Regions from separate parts of the Mus musculus genome. Here region 1 is linked to region 2. Evidence: chromatin contacts called from public Hi-C data. All regions are on one chromosome and are shown on one strand. Each heading gives the region's core, a stretch centred on a gene start, on an enhancer-like site or on the middle of the called end of the contact. The rest is flanking DNA. Distances are from core to core; before and after follow the strand shown.

Evidence for each region. Hi-C and Micro-C count contacts between places; a contact is called where the count stands out from the background.
Region 1: a contact with region 2 is called in a Hi-C map of olfactory sensory neurons, with 1.8 times the contacts expected there. The contact joins the promoter of 4833422M21Rik here to the enhancer-like site in region 2. A contact is called at or near these places in 3 of 484 Hi-C or Micro-C datasets (the G1E-ER4 cell line, nephron progenitors and olfactory sensory neurons), 3 of 115 datasets of contacts at active chromatin or transcription factors (embryonic limb bud and embryonic stem cells) and 1 of 9 other capture datasets (embryonic stem cells).

Annotation. Positions count from the first base shown.
Region 1 is chr15:96,250,237-96,255,986 of GRCm38.p6, reverse strand. 4833422M21Rik (RIKEN cDNA 4833422M21 gene) reads left to right here and starts at 1,303. Exons shown (of 3, transcript NR_130160.1): 1 at 1,303-1,523; 2 at 1,985-2,123. All of the region lies in intron 1 of Gm38469 (spidroin-2), which reads left to right.
Region 2 is chr15:96,109,958-96,115,975 of GRCm38.p6, reverse strand. No RefSeq gene overlaps it. Among named protein-coding and RNA genes, the nearest start is that of 2610037D02Rik, 85 kb to the left of the region's middle. Within about 2 kb of position 1,890, at least 16 of the 459 cell types and tissues checked have an H3K27ac peak or open chromatin away from gene starts, as enhancers often do. A contact at or near this core is called in olfactory sensory neurons, where this site is marked.

The sequences.
Region 1 (5,750 bases), core at 54-2,553, 140 kb before region 2:
AGTCTAGAAGAGGGTATTGGATCCCATGGAGCTGAAATTATAGGCAGTCGTGACTTATGTGGTAAGGGCTGACTTGAGTCTTCTGGAAGAGAAACAATTTTCTTCCTAGCCCCAGAACCTCTCTTAGCCCCAGAAAACATTAATGTTAGAATCAGCCATCACTTGGGACCTTACTCTTAGGAGTATGTGTCAGTCATCCTGTCTGCTTGATTGGATTGAGGTAGCATTTTGTTTAAATCAGAAGGAAAAACAAAGATAGTCAAAAGAACTCAGTCTGCTCTGCTTCACTCTTAGTAAAACATAAAAATGCATGTTTTTTTTTAAAAAAAACATTAAAGAGGGCTCAAAGTATTCTTTCAAAAGACAAAACAAAAACAAAAACAAAAACCCTGAAATGTAGCTTAAATTAGTTTGCCTTTATCTTGTCCTCTTGAGTGCAGCTGGCTCCTCACTGTTGAGTCGCTTCCAGAAAGCTTGCGTTCAAGTGCCTATGACTTGGTTTCGCAAGGAGCGTTTATGCCCTCCTGCACAGCTGTGTGCGTTTAAACCCATTTAAGTGTGAGAGTTATTCTTTTCTCATAGATCTAGGAAAGATTGGGGCGAGGGGGGTCACTGAAAATGACCATTAGTGCCCCAAGGTGATAAACTATGGTTGAATCGACTCCCTGTCCTCTGAGAGAGTCCCTTGGACCCTGAGATCTGAGCAGGAGCTAAGGAAACTGTTAAATTACATTTTATTTAGTATGCAGCCAAGCACAAACTGTTTACAAGTTTCATAATAGGATTTAAAATGTAACTCACATGGATTTTAAGAGAAAGCGCATTTTTTTCTTTTAATTACAAAAGTTGTATGTGTGTGGTTGTTTTGCTTGCATGTATGTCCATGTACCACACACAAGCCTCCTGCCTGAGGTCCAAAGGGGCATCAGAGCTGGACCTGGAGTTACAGATGGTTGTTAAGATACTGTGGGTGCTGGGAATTGAACCTGAGTCCTCCGGTTGAGTGGCCAGTAATGCTGTTGAACCATCTCTCTAGCCTTATGCTTTTTTTCTTCCACCTTTGGGATTAAAAAAAAAAAAGCATAAAAATATAGTATTTGACATTGGCATTAAAACATGTGGACAAAAGGAGTCCATTAGCAGTTGATTTAAAAGAAAAATCTAGCATGCTCATCTGGTTTTGAAAAGATCTGAAAAGTAGATTTCACTGATACTGCCTCCTGACAAAGCAGCACCAGGGCTCCCAGATTTGAAGTCGGAGAATACACGGTATTATTCCGTGTGTTCTTCCCAGCCCCCAGCCTGACACCGCACGCGTTGGGGAGGAGGCGCTTGCCATGCAATACCTATTTAAACTGGGAGAGCTGCGGGAGAGCTGCAGTCATCTGCTGCGGGTCTTTTATTACGTGGCAAGTTTAGAATAACATTTTCAAAACATACAACTTCAAACATCTAAGTCCTCATGAGATGATACAATACGTGGATCTCGAGTGCATCTGTGTGTTTCCCAGAGGCCCGTGCGGGTAAGTCAGTCCGCTCCCAGAGCGTCCCTCGCCATCCTCCCAACAAGGAACAAAACACTTTTAGCAAACCTAATACTCAGATTGGGGCAGAGCTGTTTAAATGCTTTCAGCTTTCTTACTTTGTTGGCTCTTCTCTACGTGAATGTGAGAACTTGGACGCCAAGAACTCTTAAAGCAGGTGTGCCTCTTAGGTTTCCTTCTTGGGGGGCGGGGGGGCTTCTGCAGTCCTGCCTTTCCTTGTACTGTCGGGATTGGAATTGGGGGGCGGGGGGAGGGGCGGGCAGAGAGGAGAAATGCCTCACAAAAGAACTTGAGGAAGAGTTTGTTTTGGCTCCGGGGATAGCCAGGAGAGCTCATCCTGTCAGGAAGTCCCTCAGCAGGAGCTTGAGGCCGCTTGACACTTTGTATCCTGAAAAGAGGGCTGAACCTTGGGCTCACTTTCTCCTCTTTATTCTGGGCAGGACTCCTGGCCACTGGATGGTATGCTCTGCCTTCAGAACGGCTCTTTCCACCGTTCTGAAATGCCCTCCCTCATAGACACCTCAGGTGTGCTCTGCTGACTCTAAATCCAGTCAACTTGTCAAAGATTAACCATCAGAGGTTGGTTGGTTTTTGTTTTGTGATCTCTCTCTCTCTCTCTCTCTCTCTCTCTCTCTCACTCTCTCTCTCTCCCAATGGAGACTGTACCCTCTCAGCTATTCCATTAAGCAGCTGGAGTTTCATTCCACGGGGAAACTGGGCAGGAGTTAAAAATAGATGACTCAGAGAATCCCAAGAAGGCCTAAGGCCACGGTGGTGTTTGAATAGCAACCCCTGAGATACATCAGTAGGTGAGGGCTGTTGGCCAGTTGGAAGCATGGGACCCGTTTTTGTGTGAGGTTCTGAGGCTGGGACAGAATAGAGGGCAGAGGGAAACAGTCTTCAGGGCAGGTGGACACTGACCCTGGCAGTAGCCAGGGCACAGAGAAAGGCTAGCCACTTTGAAGTCGGCAACGACCCTCCAGAATTGTGTAGGTGTCTCACAAAATGTGTGGCAATCAGTATCTGCTCAAGACACCCCAAGATCAAGTTCTCAACACAAAGGAGGTTTATTTGCTCCGGAAGGTCAAAGGGTAGGGAATAAGAGACAAAAACAGGAGATAGAGGATGAGGGAGAAGGGGAAGGGAGAAAAGGGGCAGAAAAAAGAGTATTTATTTGTCCTGGGAGGGGGCAACATAAAGGACTGTCTCTGGATAAAGGAGACAGATGTAGCCATAGGTAAATGACAGTGTATAAAGGTCAAAGGGGAAACGCCCATGTTAAGGTGAGGTGTTTAATTTTGATTGGGCAGGTTCATTAAGCGAGCCAAAAGGGGTCTTAGATGGCTGGACCTCAATACTTTGATAGCTGGACCTTGGTAGTCAGCCTCAGGAGGAGAAAGTGGCCAAATCAGGAAACAGACCTTGGTGGCTTGCTTCTGGAGTGTAACCTAATGGGTTTTTTTTTATCATGGTAGAGGGGATGGACCCCTGCCAGAGCCTTGTTTGCCATGCCCGCCCGGGATGGCTAGAGCTCTTCAAGATGTATGTTAGTTGTTGTGATGCCTTCTCCTTTATATTGCTCTGTACTCTGCATGGAGGCTCACAGTCTTCAGGGTCCAAGTTCAGCTCCTTCCAAGGTTGCATCAGGCAATGTTGCTCATGGAGACAGTATGTGAAGAGCGCACAGCCTAAGACTTGATGTTTACTGTATCTGAAGGCCTCCGCTATTCTTTTTTTTTTTTTCCAGCTAGTCTATAAAATCTTCAATGGAGTTTCTTTGCCCTCAACCATTTAATTATAAAACATCATCTTTATCATATAGAACCATATGTGTAGACAAGACCCCTTCCTTCCCTTCTTCCCCGCTCTTCTCTGTTCCTACGTGGCTATAACTATTCTTCTGGCTACACATTTAATGACCGTGACCCTGTGTCGGATAATTTTTACAGTCATGTTTTGAGCATGTGTACACATTATTCATGTATTTTAAGGACAGAGACTAACTACATATTGCTTTGTGAATGTTGTCTGTTATTATATCTCTCTTTTACATATTTAAACACCCATGCCACTGGGGAGGTCAGCTCTGGAACTTTGGAAAATCCCACCAGACCCCTCCCCTCCTGGAAGAGAAAGGTCATAGAACACATAGGTACCCCACCCCTCTGGAAGGCAGAGGGTAATTACATTCCTCAGATCAGGGGTCGGGGGCGACCCTCAGCCACCTGCAGGTGGGGGAGACCCAGAGCTCATAGACACATTCTGCGGCTGTTAGCCACCTACAGACAAGGGAAGTCCTTGCCACCTCATTCCCTAAAGACCAATCAGTTTTAAAGTCACATTCTGCCAATCACGTTGTGCCTAAATGCTACTGCTCTGAAAACTTTATAAAAACTCACTGAACAGGTTGCGGGGGATCATTGTCTCCTTCATGTGCAGGGTGACCCCAGCATGCTGGAACAATAAAAGTCCTCTTGCTTTTGCATCAATCACCGGCTGATACCAGGCTCTGTGTTGTTCACTCAGGGGCTAGGAGGAGTATGGGGGTAGGGTGGGGGTCTCTGGTAAGTTAAGGCTCGCCAGAGTCTTACACCGCCTTTAACTTTTGCACAAGTTAGTCTGCACAATGCCTGTACCTTTTCCATTTATATTTATACTATACCCGCCATTGCCTAACATTTTAGGCCTCTGTTCACAAACTATCTTATGGCCTTACTATATTTATTATTTATGAGGCAGTTAGCCTGATGCATAAGTGAACTGAAATTGGGACTTTTACGTTACTTTTTTCTCCTACTAGATTTTGTTTTAAAGATTTATTTATTTATTATATATAAGTACACTGTAGCTGTCTTCAGACACACCAGAAATGGGCATTAGATCTCATGACAGAGGGTTGTGAGCCACCATGGGGTTGCTGGGAATTGAACTCAGGACCTCTGGAAGAGCAGTCAGTGCTCTTAACCACTGAGCCATCTCTCCAGCCCTAGATTTTTTTTTTAAATGTTCAGAATTTAACATATGTTTGGAATCGGCTCATTCTTACTACAGTTGTGCATAAGCCTCTGACTCTGGAGCCTATGAGTGCTTGAGTCCTGAGGTTGCTACTATGCTGTTTTCCCTAGGGGGAGATATTTACCCCTTTGCCAAAGGTCCCTCCAACAAATGGAGGCATGATTTGCCCAGTTAACTCTGGAGAAGCATTGAGCTGAAGAACCGGTTCCCATATGTGTGGAGTGAGTTATGGGATGTGGGTGCCCCTGGCGGTGTGTAATTAGGACAGAACTGCATACAGCTGGCTGGGAAGAATGGCTGGATCGTCAGGTGATCGTCCTACCACCCTCCCTGTGCCCTCCTTCTATCTAAGGAGCAGGCTCTTCGGTGGAGACCTTTTGGGAGGAGGCCCAGCCGACCGGAGGATGGCAGCTGTGTGGCTGCCCTGCAACAATGGACAGAACCAACTTCTACTTTGTTTGCAAGGCACAGATCCAAAAGAACAATGAATGGTGGGACACGCTCCTTGCCCCGCAAGGATCTGTGTGTTCTTTGTAACTCCTTTCGAGCAGGGCAGGGCAGGATGTGTGAGGCGTCAGGATCGAATTTCTGCTCCAGCCATGTTCCTGAATCCCAACCAGCAGACAGGAAAGAAGACAGGTAGCAACATATACCAACATATTCAGGAGCATATTCCTACGTGTAGGCGTGGCAAATATACACAACCAGCTGCGGCGGAACCATCTTAAGTGTGCTAAATTTAGCATGTCCTCTGGACTTAAACATGTTCACCTTGCTATGCAAACATTACCAGCATCATATCTAGAGTCCTTTTTAATCCTCATATAGTGGCTATTCCTGATTGTCAACTTGACTATATCTGGAATGAACTACAATCCAGAATTGGAGGGTTCACCTGTGATCCAGATCTTGAGGCTGGAAGACACAAGTTTCTGACCTGGATCTTGGTATGGAGATCTTGAGGCATAGTGGCCGTGAAAAGCTTAGGCCCAGACAAAGCAGTACACTCCTTTAATCCCAGGAGACTGAGGCATGAAGATCTCTGAGTTCAAGGTCAGTCTGGGGCAAAGCAAGTTCCAGGTCCAGGTATGGTGGTACACACCTTTAATCTTGGTCACATAAAGACCTGCATAAAGACATTGGAAGAAGGAAGAGTTTCTCTTCTTCGCCTGCTTGTCTTGTGGACTGAAC
Region 2 (6,018 bases), core at 641-3,140:
GCATTAAGCCCTGATCCGTATGTGTGGGGCCTCTACTGTGTCACTTTAGATGCTAAGAAAATGTCCCGTCCTTTATTCAGCTGCAACAAATTAATAGGTGACTCAAATCCATAAAATCATTTTGATCTCGGAATCCATTCCACATGCTCCAATGCTTGGACTTCAGGAAAATCTGTATGAGACTTAAAAAAACAAAAAACAAACAAACAAACAAAAAACCCACAAAAAAACCTGGAGCTTTTGAATTCAGATGACCGGTGGCACACATATTCTGGTGGCATTTTAAAACTCCTGGCTAATAAAAATCTTCCATTTAATAGATGGTTATATTTCAAAACAGCAAAGTATAGCTTGGACGTATTGCTTAAAGTCCAAGATCAGAGTACAAATAATAACATTAGAATCACTGAATCTGAGTCACAGGGCACTGAAAACAGAGCTGACAGTACTCCACAATGGGAATTCTTACCTACAAAGGCAAAGAGCCAGCCACTTGGCTCCAAGGCGTGGGTGACATAGAAACAGAACCCAGGGATCTACATACCGCTCCAGACACCCACGGTGCTTGTTTCTTTAAAAAAGAAGTTCAGTAAGGCTAATAGTATCTGATGCCATGATCGCCACGATTGGCCCACACTTACCTAGCAACCGTGAGCGTCTCAGTGGTGCTCCTCCTTGGTAGCAGTATGCTGGCAGCCCTCGTCCTCAGTGAGGAAACAGAGACCAGCGAAGGCTAAGCAGTCCCCATTTTATCCCCCAAATGAACAGACCTGCAGTCGACATCGCTTTTGAGAACATCTGAAACAAAGGCCATTTTGAAGCTGTCTCTCCCGGCATCTTTCTGTTTTCTTTTATAAAGCAGTGTGACTCTAATCTTGCCTCGCCTATCATCCTAAGTGCTAATTGCACCCCTTGGGTACACCTTGGCTCCTGGGTTAAACTCAGCTAGAGTTGTTTTCCTATTACCATGAAAACTATTTTGCCGGGAAAGACTACCTGCGGAAGCACTAAGGGACGCTGTAAAAACCTCCATCTTTTAAAAGGCTAAGAAGTAAAGAATGTGGGAGAACCTTCCCCGCCCAGAAAGAGATGCCGTGGAGTTCCCATTGCGTGGGTTTCTTAAATGAAATTAATATGATGCAGAGAAAACACCATTGCCTCTGCGCTGGTAGTAGTAGGGGTGCTGTGTGTGGGAGGGTGAAGGTGGGCTGTTATCTTTTGACCAGAATTTCTCTAGGACTGATGTCTGGTTTTCCTTTGACACGTGTTAACACTGCTGAGGTAAGCTATTCAGAGCAGTTCCTCAGGAGTATGGGAAAAAACCCGCTCACCAGTTATGTAGGGCTGAACTAAAGTTTAATCTCAGCAACTCAGCCCTTTCTCCCCCTGGGGCCCTTTGGTGTCCACGTGGCTGTGCTGGTCCCTGAGGCTTACTCCATCTTGGGATCATCAGAAGTCCTTGCAGGATTCTAGGCAGTGGTTGTCACTCTTGCTGAGCCTCACAGTGGGTCGGCGTGATCCCTCTGCAGTGTCCGCAGTTCTTGGGCTCCCAGAGAGGTTACCAGTCTGTCCAGGCTCCTCCTACTTAGCACCTTGAGTGTTTCTTTTGTGCTGTGACCTGCCGGGCTTGGGTCCCCATATCCTGGCTAGAGGCAGCAAAGGGAACGAACGAACAAAGAAAAGACAGATACAGAGGCACACATACAATGCACAGCGAGACTGGGATCAGGTGGGGTTCTGTTACTCTTCCCCGCAGCCCAGGATCTCGGGGTGTTTATTAGGTACAACACAGGGGAAGGGGTAAATTAGTCTCAGTAGGAGGTCTCTGTAGGCTGGCAGTCTCCCGCTGTAAACATCCAAGGAGCAGAAAGATACAGTTGCTAGTCTCAGCACCCAATGATCAGGGAAGTTCACAAACTCTCATACTGGGCTCTCAAGAAGAGATTTGCTACACCTCTTCAGCCTGGGCCATATTGGTAACAAAGGCCAGAGACCTTGGGGTCTTCCCCGTGGATGCCCCTGTGCCCTCTACAGCATTCCCTCAAGCCCCCTCTCAGTCTGTCTGTAAGTCACCTCTCTCATGCCCTGGCCTTAGTCAGGACTTCGGCTTATATCACTCCAAACGTAAAGCATTTGAAATCCAATTTTTATTGAATTGCTGGATCCTAATGGGGGGAACGTGCTCACCAAATGTGAAAGAAATAGCCAGAAGGGTTTTCTAGAAAATGACGTGTAGGGGAACTCACAGTAAAAACCCAAGAATATTACCTCATCACAGGTTTCTTCCAAAAATAATATCCCCCTTTTCCCTATGGAGAGGTGCATTTATTGAAAAAATCAGCACCCTGCAGCCGTAGCGCATCCTGCAAGCAAGAGGAAGCACTTGCTACGGCTCAGTGGGTAAATTTCTTGCCTTCCACTCAGTCCATTTATAGAAAGTTCCTTTTTCTCCAAGTATATCACCAACCACCTCTTGGTTCAAATTTCTGCCTGAGTCATATTCTCAGGAGTGCAAAGAATTTTCTACGAGGTAGGATCCCATTATCCCCATGTCTCTAATTTCCGTCAGACGGTATTCCGCGAAAGCAACACTCCTTGTCTACGGAGTCTCAGAGCATTTCAAGAACTTAAGTTAAGAATTTAAGAACTCAGCTCGGTGCCTCAACTTCTTTCTATACTGGGCTCTGGTGAACACAGTCCGTGCCTCTGAGCCACTGTCTCAGGAATCCAACTGTCTTGAGGTCCCTAGCACCTGCCTGTGCAGTGCCCCGTCCCCCTAGCCCAGCTGTGGACCGTTATTATTCCGTCTTAGGTCAGACGAGTGTTACCAGACATTTAATACCAGAACAGGCAGGCTATGGGCATTGCTCACAACCCGATAAAACTGCAGGCTTCTCTGAGTTAACCCAGTCCAACTTATTAATTTTTCAACTTTAATGTGGCGCAGAAGCAATGTGCATTCGGTTAAAACTGCACTTCCAACTTTGAATTTTGACCTTTTCTGAAGTCAGTATACTGTACAATACTCTCTCAAGATACCAGGCTCTGGCAGCCTACCACAGCTCCCAGGCAGATGCCTGATCATGATAGTCCACGGTATACTATGTCGCCAGTTATTTTTGGCTCCAAGAATTCAATAATAACACAAAATATTATATGTGTGGCAAAATGGGTTTTGTATTAGATGGCTTTGCCGAAGTGTGGATTGCAGCTCTGGAGTTGTTTGACATAGGTGAAGCTGAGCTGTGATGTCAGCTCAGCTGGTTTCTGCTTCTTCCAGGCAGCTGGCCTCAACTCAGTGTCTTCTTTGGAGCTTGGCTTGTCTGAAAACAAAACAAAAAACAAAAAACTCTCACCTTTTATTGTTCACTCTGGGAGGGAGGGGCCTAGTGAATGTAGTCAGTTTCAGGGATTTCCTGAAGCTATTCTGTGTTGTTTACTTTCCTGCTTAAGGAGGAGGGAACTGCTACACTACACCAAGCAGAGCAGTTCTCTCTACTTGCACTTCGGATAAGACAAGAGATCATGCTTGGGTCTTCTGGTCCTTTTCTGGGGAATACTCTGCCTTACCTAAGAAAAAGTACTTATATTGTGCCAATAATAAAAATTAAGAGGTGGTTTATCAGAAATTATTATGCCACTGAATATGTGTAATATAGTTCCATATTTATTCCTGGCAGTGCATATCTAAAACCCGTAATATTATTCCCATTCTACAAGTCAGATAACTAAAGTTCAAAGAAATTAAATAATTTTGTCAAAAAAAAATCCACAAATAGGGCAAGTCAACCCTCAAACTCTGCTCCACATAACTCATAAGTCTTAGTGCCTTACTTTGTTACTAACCACAACAACTGGCATTTTACAGATAGACACAACTTAGTGTCTGGTAATAGCTACAATGTCCAAGGACATGGGGCCACAGCAAGTCCCAGAGCTCTTTCTCCATTCTTGCCAGGGTCTGGGGTTCACAGGGTCACTTTCCTCTCTTGGTAAGCAACACTCAGAATTGGGGCTTTAGAGAATAGAAGAAATAAGAAATAAAGTGTCCCTTCCCACTCAAATCAGGAATCAAGTTAGAAGAGAGACACAAGAATCTATTAAGGTGGGAATGTTGGCTTTTACTGCTGGTAGAATAGTATTAGTAGCGTGGTTGTAGTGTGTGATCAAATGGGCTGTTTTCATGCTCTGTCCCACCTCTTGTGCCCTACTCCTGACTCCATATGTTGATGCTCCAGCCTCAGAGATGTTTGTGACTATAGACTACAAGCCGATGAAATCACACAGGGCAAAAGGCATAAAGGAAGAAGAAATAACCCTTGAATGTTGCTTCAGGGAGTGCAGATACTCATTAGCTTTATTATCCCTACAAGCCCATCACAACCCGATGACATCATAGGTAGGAGATGCATTCTGTATACCTAACATCACAGTTTAGCGTCACCTGTGTTAAGCCCAGAGCATTTGGAAGATGGACACTGAAAGGTGGGATCAGGTGGTCTTCAGCTCTTGGCTGGAAAAAACTGCAGTACCCCAGAAACTCAGTATATTTATTACATAGAATTTAACAGGGAGGCGGGGTTATTGCACCATGATAAACAAGGAGGCAAGGTATATAGAATACAGCTGGATCAAGGAAACAGTTTTAGGTAATTCTGGTAGGAGACATCCCTGTAGGGGAGCAGTCTTTAGGCCATAAATATCCAGGGGCAGGAAGCTATGGTGGGCATTTTCTGCACACACATCATCAACAAATGAACTTGATCCTCTGAGGAAGGCTTCCTCTCTTGAGTCTGAGGCATAGAGTCCTTGATATGGGCACACATATATTAATAACTCGCATTAAGGGAACCCACACACTCGGGGCTTCCTCTGCTCCTCACACACGACTCTATCGATTCAGAATCCAACTTCAGAAGTCTCCATGGCCCTTCGCAGTCTCAACACTGTTTAAAAAGCCCAAAGCCTTTTCTGAGACTCAAGGCAACCTCTTAACTCTAACTCCCCTTAAAATCAAAACAACAAATTGTATATTTTTAAGATGTAATGGTCCAGAATATTCATTATCCTCCCGAAAGAGAGGAGTGGGTGAATATATGGAAATTATAGACCAAAATCTAGTAGGTCAAACTCTGAATCCTGTGCTCCATACATAGGGTGAGAGGGCTTAGATGGCTCTGCCCCACCAGCTTTCTGCCTACAGCATACACTTACCTCTAGAGTTTGTTCCATTCCCCCATTCTCCAGTTCTCCTTGGCAGAACTTGGCATCTTGGTTCTGGCCTCTCCAACATTTTGAGGTCTCCACTGAAACCCCTTTCACAGCTTTACACAGTGGCCCTTGAGGGACAACTGCCCTTTAAGAACCTTTATACAGGACTCACCCGATACATGAGGCCTGGCCTCAGCGGCTCTTTGAAACTATGGAGGAAGAGTCCAGGCGTCCTCACTCCTGTCTTCCTTATGGCTCTAAAGCCAGCACTACATGCACAACACGGCTGAGTCTGGCTGTCAGCTAAGGATGGCCCTCACCCTCCTGAATCACATCAGCAGAAGCCGGTGGACTGTTCTGTGTTCTCCTTCACACGTTGCAAGCTTAGCTGGGTGGGATCTTGCCCTGGAGTCACCCTTGCCTTTATTCCTGTACCAAGCAAGAGGCCTCTCCTTGATGGAGTTAATCTCATGATCTCTCAGCCTTCACTGTCACATTACACTTCTGGTCCTCTTTTCCCCCCCTCTCTCCAAACTCTACACATTGTATCTCATTCTTTCCTCATGTGCTCTTTTATTCATTATAAATCTACATAAGAGTCATTAATAATAACAAATGTGCTACAGATTCAATATTATGCTGCCTTGCCTCTACCAAGGAGTTGGTCTACTGCTTTTTAATTTAGCCTATGGCAACTTCTCATTTCTTTAAAAAATAATTTATTTTATTTTATGTGCATTCATATTTTGCTTACACACATCTCTGTGTGAGGATGTTGGATTCCCTTAGAATTGGAGTCACAGACAG